Linked DNA regions of Sus scrofa: region 2 is linked to region 1. The links are chromatin contacts, called in public HiChIP or PLAC-seq maps. All regions are on one chromosome and are shown on one strand. Each heading gives the region's core, a stretch centred on a gene start, on an enhancer-like site or on the middle of the called end of the contact. The rest is flanking DNA. Distances are from core to core; before and after follow the strand shown. Region 1 holds the start of THAP1 (THAP domain-containing protein 1). Region 2 holds the start of INTS10 (integrator complex subunit 10).

What was found. HiChIP or PLAC-seq counts read pairs in DNA pulled down with a chosen protein or histone mark.
Region 2: a contact with region 1 is called in an H3K27ac HiChIP or PLAC-seq map of alveolar macrophages. The contact joins the promoter of INTS10 here to the promoter of THAP1 in region 1. A contact is called at or near these places in 2 of 2 datasets of contacts at active chromatin or transcription factors (alveolar macrophages and skeletal muscle).

What each region holds. Positions count from the first base shown.
Region 1 is chr17:11,770,450-11,776,382 of Sscrofa11.1, forward strand. It overlaps THAP1 (THAP domain-containing protein 1), which reads right to left and starts at 2,872. Exons shown (of 3, transcript XM_003359869.4): 1 at 1,871-2,872; 2 at 1-40. The coding sequence starts at 1,941.
Region 2 is chr17:12,086,381-12,092,101 of Sscrofa11.1, forward strand. It overlaps INTS10 (integrator complex subunit 10), which reads right to left and starts at 1,440. Exons shown (of 17, transcript XM_003134201.4): 1 at 1,064-1,440; 2 at 361-428. The coding sequence starts at 1,192.

The DNA.
Region 1 (5,933 bases), core at 1,622-4,121:
CTCCCATTTTTTGCAAAGACTAGGTCGAGTAAGAGGAAACCTAAGAAGACAACATAGTTCAGTTTTCTAACCTTATTCCAAAAAAGGGCACATCCAGACTTTCCTGCTTTGGAAGGAACTAGCTTATACTGGTGTTAACACACCAATGAGTATTTGATGAAAATGCTAACTTTGCTCATTTTTGGGGGACAGTTTTTAGTTGTGCCTTTATTACCTTAGTTTGTTAAAAATGGACTTGTTTTGGAGTTCCTGCTGTGGTACAGTGGGTTATCGATCCAGCATTGCACAGCTGCGGTGTAGATCACAGCCACAGCTCGGATTCAATCCCTGGCCCAGAAACTTCCATATTCTCCCAGTACTGGTGCAGTGATTAAATTAAAAAATGTACTTGCTTTAAAATCCTATAACTAGAATTCCCGTTGTGGTGCAGCCGAAACAAATCTGACCAGGAACCATGAAGTGCGGGTTCGATCCCTGGCCTCGCTCAGTGGGTTAAGGATCTGGCGTTGCCATGAGCTGTGGTGTAGGTCACAGATGTGGCTTGAATCTGGCATTGCTGTGGCTGTGGCGTAGGCCAGCAGCTGCAGCTCCAATTCCACCCCTAGCCTGGGAACTTCCATGTGCAGCTGGAACAGTCCTTAAAAAGACGAAGGAAAAAAAAAAAAAATTGGAAGGTGGGTAGCTGAACAGCCTGCGATGGTGTCACCACCTCCAGACCTACTCCCTTGACTTTGAAAGTACTGGAGGCCAATCCATCAGCTTTCAGAAATTCTAATAAATCAAGAGTAATATTAAGATATCACCCCCTCAAATGAATCTGGAAGTGTTGTGTTTCTCCCCTTAGAAGGGAAACAGCAACACTCTCAAGATTTCTCTATGCTCCCTCAGCTCTCTAGTGTTACACCAAATGTACAAAAATGTATCCACATTCCCTGTTAAACATAAAAGGCCCCACCCTCCAAACTGAAGGAATACTTAAGATTTTGCTCTTGAAATTATTTCGCTATAAATCGTATAATTTATCACTGGCTTTTATTTCTTTAGCTATCATCCATTTACGGTTGAGATTATTGCAAAACACTTTTTATGTGATAACATCTGTAAATATAGAATTTGGCTGAATGAAAATGCCATCGTGCAGACATCGGATTATCATTGTCACTCTACTTTTCGGCTTTCTTTGGAGAGACCTGTTTCCTCCTAGGACCTCTAAGGTGAAACCGGCCCTAGAACTGGGAACGTGTCCCCCTCCGAGGGCTTCTTCCAGGTCCGTGACAGCCCGGCTGATTTTATCATGCACAGTGTACCACTACTGCCCGTTAACATAGTGTGCTCAGCCTGGAGCTCTCTCTAAAACTCAGCAGTCCTCAGGAGCAGAGTCCAAAACATCCTCCCTGAAATCCCGCCCACGTCAATGCCTAAATGCTGTGATGCTGGACTCCCCCCACCGCAGGGGATCAAAGTTCGTGACTTCCCGGCTGTTTCCTCTTCAACTTTACGGCTAAAGTGGCATTACTACCTGGCTTCTCTACGACCCTGGTGGTGAGACCCAGCTGCCTCTCGGTCTGGACACCCCACGACTCACGGGAATTCTAGGCTTCGTGGGTGGGCCGCGAACTAGCTACCCTGAGCTCCGCTAGAAACTGGAGCGCGAGGAACAGCCTCCGCGGCGACGCAACCGAGAACGCGCATCCCGGGGCGGAGCGCCGCGGGTGACGCCAGGGGCACGCCCACCGCTCCCCGTCCCAGCGCCAGACGGCGCCCCGCCCCTCCCACTAGGTCTCGCGCGGACACGCGCCTGGCCCCGCCCCCGAGCAGGGCCGCGCGCCCCCAGCCCCTGCGAGGCCCAGGAGGCGCTCAGGATACTTACTTGTGGAAAGAAACGGGCTTGTCCTTGTCATATCGGTTCTTGCAGCCGTAGGCGGAACAGGACTGCACCATCCTTCCGGTCCTGGTTACTTCACTTCTGCCGCCCCAGCAGGCAGTTGAGGCTGCTATCAATGTCGTCGCGCTCGACTTTGACACCCTCTCTTCTTCCGTAGCTTTGGTCAACAGTTACAATGACGAGAGGCTCACTCGGGAGCGACTAATGTGTCCGTTTTGTTGTTTGCATTAGCAGAAGGACCACAGCCATCGCCCGTCTCCCGTCTCCAAGATGGCGGAGACAGCTTCAACCTCACCTCTCGCGAGGCGTTAGTCCTACTGTCTCTTGATTAGCCCTGAGGTCAGAGGTAACGTTTCTTGGGAAGCAGGCCATTGGCTGAGTCCCGCCGCGCGGCGGACTGAGCGTTGCGGAAGTGGGCGGGGCCTCCGAGCTTCCGGAAGGAAGGAGTAATTACCTGGGAGAGGGGGGTGGGAGCGCAGGACCGATTCCGCCCCGGCGGTGCTGCTTGGGGTTACTTATGCTGGGCGGTTCAGATTCGCGGCACTCTACCGTCTATTGGGTCTGCTGGCCTGAAGCAGGACAGGTGTAAAGCTGAGGTCGTTGCATAATTGCCTTGTTTCTCTAAAAGGGCGGTCCCAGATGGCGTGATGTGTAAAACTTGGTGGACTCCCTTCCCGGCCCGCTAACCTCTCTTACCTGCTTCAGGTATTCTGAGGCTTTGCGGAGCCCAGGTGAAGAGTTTAGCCAGGAAAGCCCGCACCTGCACACACCGCGAGCCCAGTCTCTAGGGGCTTCTCTCACTAATGCTGCAGTTATCTTAATGATCTCCAGGTGCCGTGTTGGGACTCGCCAACAGCTGCAGCCCTTTTGGCCGGCTCCTTTCGTCTGTGTCGATAACGGGCTGTTGAGTAATCTCATGGCTCATAATTTCTTTTTTTTTAATTGGTGAGCAAGACTAGCATAGGCCCAGTCTTCGTAGCTTAAGTCCTAGTAAGGGGAAACAGACAATAAAAATGTAAATAAAATCACAGTGTGCTCAGGTGCCTGAATACATTAGAATGCCGAGATGAGGGTAGTAAGGAGAGGGTCACTGCCTACTCTCTGAGAAGGGAATGTTAAATCTGAGAACCAAACAACGGGTCGGGGGGAGAGGGTTTCTGCCACAAGAAGTGCGTGCTAAGGCCTGGAGGCAGTAAAAAGGTCTGTCTTCTAGGAACTGAATGGGGCCTGCAATGGCAGAGCCCAGTGAGTGGGTGGGGGCATACTGCAGCGTGAAGCCGCTGAGCCATTTTAGGCGGGGAGAGACATGATCTAATAAACGTTTTTAAAAGGCCATTCTGGGGAGTTCCCGTCGTGGCGCAGTGGTTAACGAATCCGACTAGGAACCATGAGGTTGCGGGTTCGATCCCTGCCCCCACTCAGTGGGTTAACGATCCGGCGTTGCCGTGAGCTGTGGTGTAGGTTGCAGACGCGGCTCGGATCCCGAGTTGCAGTGGCTCTGGCGTAGGCCGGTGGCTACAGCTCCGATTCGACCCCTAGCCTGGGAACCTCCATATGCGCGGGAGCGGCCCAAGAAATAGCAACAACAACAGCAAAAGACTAAAAAATAAAAAAATAAAAGGTCATTCTGGCTATTATGCCAAGAATTTATCAGGGAGGGGCAACAGTGAGTGAGCAGACCAATTAATAAGAGCAGACCAATTAAGAGGCTGTTGCAAGCAGACAGGAGATTGGCAACTTTGGACCAAGGAGTAGATGCCTATGCTAACAGGTAGAAACACCAGGGCTTGCTGGTAGTGGAAACAAGAATGAGGAAGACACAGAGTTCCCACTGTGGCGCAAGTGGAAACGAATCCGACTAGGAACCATGAGGTTGCAGGTTGGATCCCTGTCCTGCTCAGCAGGTTAAGGATCCGGAGTTGCGGTGACCTGTGGTGTAGTTCGCATACGCGGCTCGGAAATGGCGGTGCTGTACCTGTGGTGCAGGGCGGGCAAGCTCTAGCCCCGATTAGACCCCCTAGCCCGGGAACCTCCGCATGCCTCGAGTGTGGCCATTAGTGGCCCTAAAAAGACGAAAAAAAAAGGAATGAGGAAGGAGTTCCCCCTCCCTCCTGGCTCAGTGGTTAACAAACCCGACTAGTATCCGTGAGGACTCGGGTTTCAATGGGTTGAGACCCGGTTGCTGTGGTCTACCTCACGTGTTTCTCGGATCCCAATTGCTGTGGCCGTGGCTAGCAGCTACAGCTCCGATTAGTTCCCTAGCCTGGGAACCTACATATGCTGCGGGTGAGGCCCTAAAAGGAGAAAAAAAAAATTAAGATAAAGATATCAGGGGTAATTTAAGCTTGAGTTTTGGGTGTGAGCATTTTTTTAAAAATTGTTTTACAACGTTCAGCGGCTTAATGTGGGATCTCAGTTCCCAGAACAGAACTGGGGCCATATGGGTGAAAGCGCCAAATCCCAACCAGTAACCCACCAGAGAACTTCCCACTGGCTTGAGCATTTAGATGGATGGATGGTGGTGCTTTTTACCGAGATGCTGATGGCCTTAAAAAAAAAAAAAAAAAAAAAAAAAAAAAAGAGCTATGTCCCCTGACAGACTAGTGGCCTTGGAGGGGTGGGTAAGTTTGGAAGCTGGGTCATCAGCTGTGGGATCCTAGGACTGAGGAATATCTACATGAAAGAAAGTATCAGTAGTTGGGCGGGGGGAGTCAGGAGCCCTTTTGAAGTTTGTGGTTTATTTCAGTTTGCTTGGATTTGCCTCTGCCAAGTTCTGCTCCTCCTCCCCTTTCTTCTTCTGGCTATCTATAACTTGGAAATGAAATAAAAATTTCTATTATTTGTTGATTGTTATCCTAATGTTTCCTTCAAAATGGTAAATTTACTAGTAAAGTGAATTGCATGTAATTAAGAAATACATATCACTGAATTGAAATGAATGTTACATTTTTCTTTGTAAAAACAACCCCCCAAGCTAAATTTTCACTGTATGGTCTGTAAATTGATTTGCTGAGTGGAAAAGTGATATTCAGAGTTCCCATTGTGGCTCTGTGGTTAAGAATCCAACTAATATCCATGAGGACACTGATTTGATCCCTGGCCTCACTCGGGGGTTAAGGACCCAGCATTGCCGTGAGCTGTGGTGTAGGTCACAGACACGGCTCAGATCCCCGAGTTGCTGTGGCTATGGCATAGGCTGGCAGCTGCAGCTCCGAATGGACCCCTAGCCTGGAACTTCCACATGCTGCAGGTGTGACCCTAAAAAGCAAAAAGAGAAAAAGAAAAAAAGAAATCCCAGCATTCATTCTTTCTGGGCCCATTATCTTCGTGTGGAGCGTGCGGCTGTAGGAACTGGGGAATTCTTAATTTGGAAGCCATTAAATCCTAATTTCAGCTCTTTGAATCCCCTGAAAATGAACCCAAGCTATACACATGTGTATATAGGCATTTTTCTAGGGCGTTGTCTATAGTTTTCATCTGATGTTTCACAGAGAAAACACAGACACTTGCCCATTCCTAAAGTCTCTTACATCTCTAATATTCTGGGATTAGTGAAACAGATTAAATTTCACATAGATATAAATTATAGGTTTTCTCTAAAATTGATTAAAAGAGTGTGTTTTTTTTTGTTTTATGGCCACATCTGCAGCATATGCAAGTTCCCAGGCCAGGGATTGAATCTGAGCTGCAGCTGTGACCTACTGCCTTAAACCCACTGCCCAAGGCTGAGGATTGAACCTGTGCCTCTACAGCAAGCCAAGCTGCTGTAGGTGGATTTCTTAACCCACAGCACCACAGCAGGAACTCCAAGTGGTTTTGCATGTGTGTGTGTGTTTGGCCATTCCCTTGGCATGCAGAAGCTCCAGAGCCAGGGATTGAACCCAATCTACAGCAGTGACAATGCCAGATCCTTAACCACTAGGCTACCAGAGAACTCCAAGTAGTTATTTTAAAATCTTGTATTTTAAAATGAATTAAAACCTGGGAGTTCCTGCTGTGGCACAGTGGGTTGGGAATCTTGACTGCAGTGGCTTACTTGCATCACTGC
Region 2 (5,721 bases), core at 190-2,689, 310 kb after region 1:
CCTCCCCCCATTTACTGATGAGTACTGTATGTCTACAGACACATATATACACACACTTAACTCTGGTTAAGGTTAGGATGGACTCCCACCTATTGTTCTCTACACTCCAGTACTGTCTGAACTTCTGCAAAGTTAAATTTTCCAAAATAAAATAAACTGGATAGTAGAGTTTTAACACGAATAAAACCTAAGAAGACCTCTTTGCATTAGATATGGCAGCAATTAATGCAAGGCCTGGATCCGTGACTGGGTAAGCTTTAGGCACCCCATATGCAGGTGAACTTGAAGATCTTCCCTCAGCTCCTACTTCCAAGGACAGGAACAAAACCTCCTGAGAGACCCAGCGGCGTCCCCACTCACATGTCGTAGAGCAGCCTCCCGGCGGTGGCCGTCCGCTCTGCGTTCCGCTCAATCGTGTACATTTCATACTGCAACACAAGTTAGAGCCAGGGGTCAGGCCCTTGGCCCCGGGCCAGCCCTGCTCACCCCCTTCGGCCCCCACCCCGACCCCTGGAGGTCCCAGAGTCAGGCATCACTTGGAGACACTACCACAGGGCTAACAGGCTCACTCCCAGCCCCGGTTCCCAGATGGGTGCAGGAACGGCTCAGAGATAGCAGGTGGCCACTAAGATCAGAATTACTGAAGGCACCTGGCGTCTAACACTGTAAGCTTAGGCGCTTCTCGTTCCCCTGATACACGTATACACTTTGATTGGCTGCAGATGTGGCGGCGTTCCATCCCCTTCCATAGCTACAGCCCAGAGTTATCGCTGGTGCTCACTACACAGCGCAGGAGCTCTAACCCGTGGGAACCTCAAACACCGCCCCGCCCCCATCCCGCCCCAACCCACCGCCGCGGTCCGGACCCAGGGGCCGGCTGGCAGCTTTCCCCGGCCGCACGAGGCGCGGTCCGGGCCGCAGGATGCTAACGCTCCCCTCTCCCGCGCCGGCCTGGCCTGGGGAAGGGCCCCGGGGTCCTGGGTGCCGCCCCGCGGGGCGGCCCCGGGCAGGGCGGAGGGGGGCTGGGAGGGCGCTCCCACCTGAGCGCGCGGCCCTGCCTCACCTGGATGTTGAAGTCGGTGGGGTAGAGGCTGCGGGCCGTGATTAGCCAAGCCTTGGCGGCCCACAGGTCCTGCTGCACCAGCTCCCGAGCTCGCTGCACCAGGAACTCGCAGTCGCCCTGGGCTGACATGACCCCGGCGGCGTCGGGCGCCCAGAGGCAACCGGACCTTCCGGCTAGGAGACACCACCACTAACTAGTGCCGCCGACGCCGCCGACGCCGCCGACGCCGCCGCCGACGCTACTGCGCATGAATGGAGTCGGGAGGACGTCCGCACGTGGATCCGGAAGGGCTTCCGGGTTTTGTAAGCAGCCTTTTCGTGTCGGTTCTCCGCCTCCGCCCAGCCCCTTCCTCTTTTGAGGAGCTTGGGTGTTGGTCCAGACTCTTCCAGGTCGCCTCCAAGACGTGGAGAATCGGATTCTCAATCTTGCGGACTGGGGTGTGACCCTGGTACCTCCAGGGAGCATGCGCAGAGCCTGGTTCCTCGGCGCCGGGAGGCGGGCGGTTGGTGCCGCCCCCAGTGGCCGGCGCGTCCCGGCGCCCTGAAGCCACCGCTGGGGCGGGGCAGAAGCTGGAGGGCGGAGGTTGACGCGGAGTCGCTGCTGGTTCGAATGGACAGAAAAGCCTGCGCCAGTTTGAGTTCGGTGGGAACGCCGGTGCCATGGAGCCTCGGTACCGCCCTGTCCCACTGTTGTTGCGCCTTTATTCCCTGGTTTCTTCAACAAACATTTATCGAGCGGTTGCGGTGATAGTCCTTGGAGAGTGCTTTGCTGCGTGCTGGGGAACTCCAGAGTTGATTATCCTGGTCCAGCCGGAGTTTACATCGTTGGGGATGGCTGACCTACAGAAAACAGCTGTTTAATCATCTCCTCCAATCGAAATCAGTGTCCTTTTCACCAAATAAAATAATCTCCCTGCTCTCGTGAAGGGAGGCCGCACTCAGGAGCCAGAGGCGTTTATTTGCCTAGTAGGAAGAATGTGCCAAAACGTGGGTTCTAAACATTTCATTGGAGTTTCCAATCCAAAGTCTATACACAAGAATTTTAGCAAGTTCTAGTACCACTGATAGCTTCTATTTGGATCCAAGATTAGAGATTCAAAGCTGCTTTGTTTGTAGAAAGAAGGAAGGAAAGAAGAAAGAAAAAATTACTATATACTTCTATACATCGAAAAATTGTACACATGTTAAATATGAATGTATACGTTGCACAGTATATACATTGTGTACCAAAAGTGTTGCCTGCTATCAAGCCATCAGCCACTGTAGCACGACCCCCTCAGTTCCTGATGTTGCCTCATGAGGGGAGTTCAGGATGGAGAAAAACAGGATCCAGGCGCTAGTTAAGATGCATATCTAAGGAGTAATTTCTTTTCTTTTTTTTTTTTAAGGGCCCCACCGGGGGCATAGGAAGTTGAGTGGGAGCTGCAGCTGCCAGCCTGTACCACAGCCACAGCAAGGCCAGATCCAAGCCATGTCTGCCATCTACACCACAGCTCATGGCAACAATGCTGGATCCTTAACCCACTGAATGAGGCCGGGGGTCAAACCAGAGTCCTCATGGATACTAGTTGGATTTGTTACCACTGAGCCACAATGGAACTCCCTCTTCTCCCTGATTTTTAGCTTGCAGACCTTGAAACCTGCATTTTCCTCTTAGAGTAGCTGCCTCCTCCTGGGCTTATATCCTTCCTACTCATGCTAATGCCTTGCTTGGACACTCAGCATGTTCAACATCTTTGCTTCTTACCCACCACTGTATCCACTGTTCAAATTAACAACCCTGGATCCATCCTGTGGTATATTTTCTTGGATTGGATGTTGTGACTGGCTTGAAACAGGTACAATATATATTCAATGAACACTAAGGAGGCTGTTCTGTTGGAGAATAGCACAGATTGATATGTAATAACAGCACAGATTGATGCTGTAATAAATTCTTGGTTTTAGTATCAGTTTGGGTTCTCAGCTTCTTTCACCTCCCTTCTTCCAGTTAGGAACTCTGGATCTATGAACTGACAGGAGTCTGGGTGTTGGATACTTTCTGTATAGTCATTCAACTAAGATTTCTGCTTACCTGGCTTAGATTTTCTCTGATTTTTTTGTTTGTTTTTGGTCACACCTGTGGTGTGCAGAAATTCCCAGTCTAGAGATAGAACACACACCACAGAAGTTACAATGCTGGATCCTTTAACTGCTAGGCCACCAGGGAACTCCTAGACTTTCTCTGATTTTTTTTTTTTTTTGGTCTTTTTAGGGCCACTCCCTCAGCATGTGGAAGTTCTCGAGCTACGGGTCCAATCAGAGCCAGAGCTGCCAGCGTACGCCACAGCCATAGCAATACCAGACCCAAGCTACATCTGACCTACACCACAGCTCACAGCAGCGCTGGATCCTTAAACCACTGAGCGAGGCCAGGGTCAAACCTGCATCCTCACAGATACTAGTCAGGTTCATTTCCACAGAGCCACAGTGGGAACTCTCTCCAATTTTTTAGATAAAGCCATACCTTGGTGGAGGCTGTCCATCTATTTTATTCTTGGGAACTTTATGATCAACTAGAAATTGCCAGAGACCCTGAGAGGCTAAATGCTCCAATGGCCATTCTGCCCTGTGCTTTATTATGTTAATTGTGCCCACTTTGTCCCTGCTGGTCCTTGCTGGTCAGGTGCCACCACCTGACCTCTACCACACAGGGGACCCATTATTCCCACTGAAATCAGGATACCCAATTCAATGGCAGTATCTCCCAGTAACATCTCTGGCCTACAGAGGACAGTCAGATGATTTTTATGGATGCTGGTGCTCCCTTCACTAAAGCATTCCTGGGCCTCCTGGGTTGTACAGTAGGGGTTGGCTGGGCTGGGTGCACATAGTGAATTAACACCAGCATCCCATCTCACTAAGCCATCAAACTCCTCTAACATATGCTAGGAAAGTTTCAGCATCTCAACCTGGGCCGTCTAGGAACCAGGTTTCAATCAGCTGTACAAGCAAACCCTTAGCACCATTTGGTACCGTAACAGCCATTTCAGGACCAAAGCAAAAGAGAGAGCTGCAGCTATGGTAACAGATCCAATTGCATCCAAAATGTCTGTGATGAATAGGGATATTGTATGCAGCCCCTGACAACGCCTATTGGAGCAAGACATATCCATTTGACAGGCAGTTCCTTGGCTGCTACTGGATATGTTGAATCTAGAATTCTTGGCAAGTGCACTCATATTGATCAGTTTCGTCCTCTCTAATTTTATAATCCATCCTATTTGGTCAATGCCTTTATTGTCCATTCCAAGGATCTTGTGGCTGTGAGTTGGTAGAATCCTGCAACTCCTTTGGAATATACTTTTTCTCTTCCTGAATTAGGTTTTGTGATTCACTCTTTAGGATGTATAGGAATTTCTTTTCCTAAAAAAAAAAAAAAAAAAGTTTTACTTGGAAATAATTTCAAACTCACAGAAACGTTACAGGAATAAAAATAGGATAAAAATTATCCATACACCTGTTAGGGGTTGAATTGTATCCCCAAAATAGATATGTTGAGATCATAACCTTGATACCATGGAGTGGAACCTTATTTCGAAATAGGGTCTTTACAGAGGTGATCAGGTTTTTCGCTTAAGGTCTTTAGCTTAGGCCCTAATCCAATATGACTGGTGTCCTTAATGCAAAGGGGAAATGTGAGCACAGAGAAACACGCAGGGAAAATGGCACAGGAACATGAAAATGGAGATGAGTGATGTGTCTACGTCTAAAAGCCAAGGAACGAAAGGTTTACAGCAAAGCGCCAGCAGCTTTTGCAGGCGAGAGCCCTGGAACAATTTTCCCATCACAGCCTCAGGAGGAACCTTGATCTTGGACTTCCAGCCTCCAGGGCTGGGAGACAGTACATTTCTGAGGTTTAAGCCATGCCAAGTGTGTAGTACTTTGTTGGCAGCCTTGGCAAGCTAATGCATACTGCTTACCCACGTTTGTTAATTGTTAACATTTTGTATCACTTGCGTGGATTTTCTCTCAATAAATATGTGCATAATATATATTTTACTGAACAATTTATGAGTAAATTGTATATGTTGTGACCCTTTATTCCTAAATATTTCAGGGTATGTTTTCTAAGAATAAGGATATTCTCTTATGTAGACACCACAGTGCAGTGATCAACTTCAGTACATTTAACCTTAATAAAATCGTTTCATTTACTCTACATCTATGTTCCAATTTTTTAATTGACCCAATAATGTCTTATACAGCATTCTTCCTCTAGTAAAGGAGCCACTCTTGGATCAGGTATTGTGTTCACTTTTTACCTAGTGTTCTTGAATCTGGAATATTTTCCACAGCCTTACTTTGTGTTTTATGACTTTGACATTTTTGAAGAATAGGGCTCTTCTCCATTTACTTTTATTTTTGGTCTTTTTGTCTGTTCAGGGCCACACCCATGGCCTTTGGAGATTCTCAGGAGCTGTAGCCGCTGGCCTAATCCCACAGCCACAGCAACGCAGGATCTGAGCAGCATCTGTGACCTATACCACAGCGCACGGCAACACCAGATCCTTAACCCACTGAGTGAGGCCAGGGATCGAACCCATGTCCTCATGGATGCTAGTCGGGTTTGCTAACGACTGAGCCACAACTGGAACTCCTCTGTTTGCTTTTAAATAG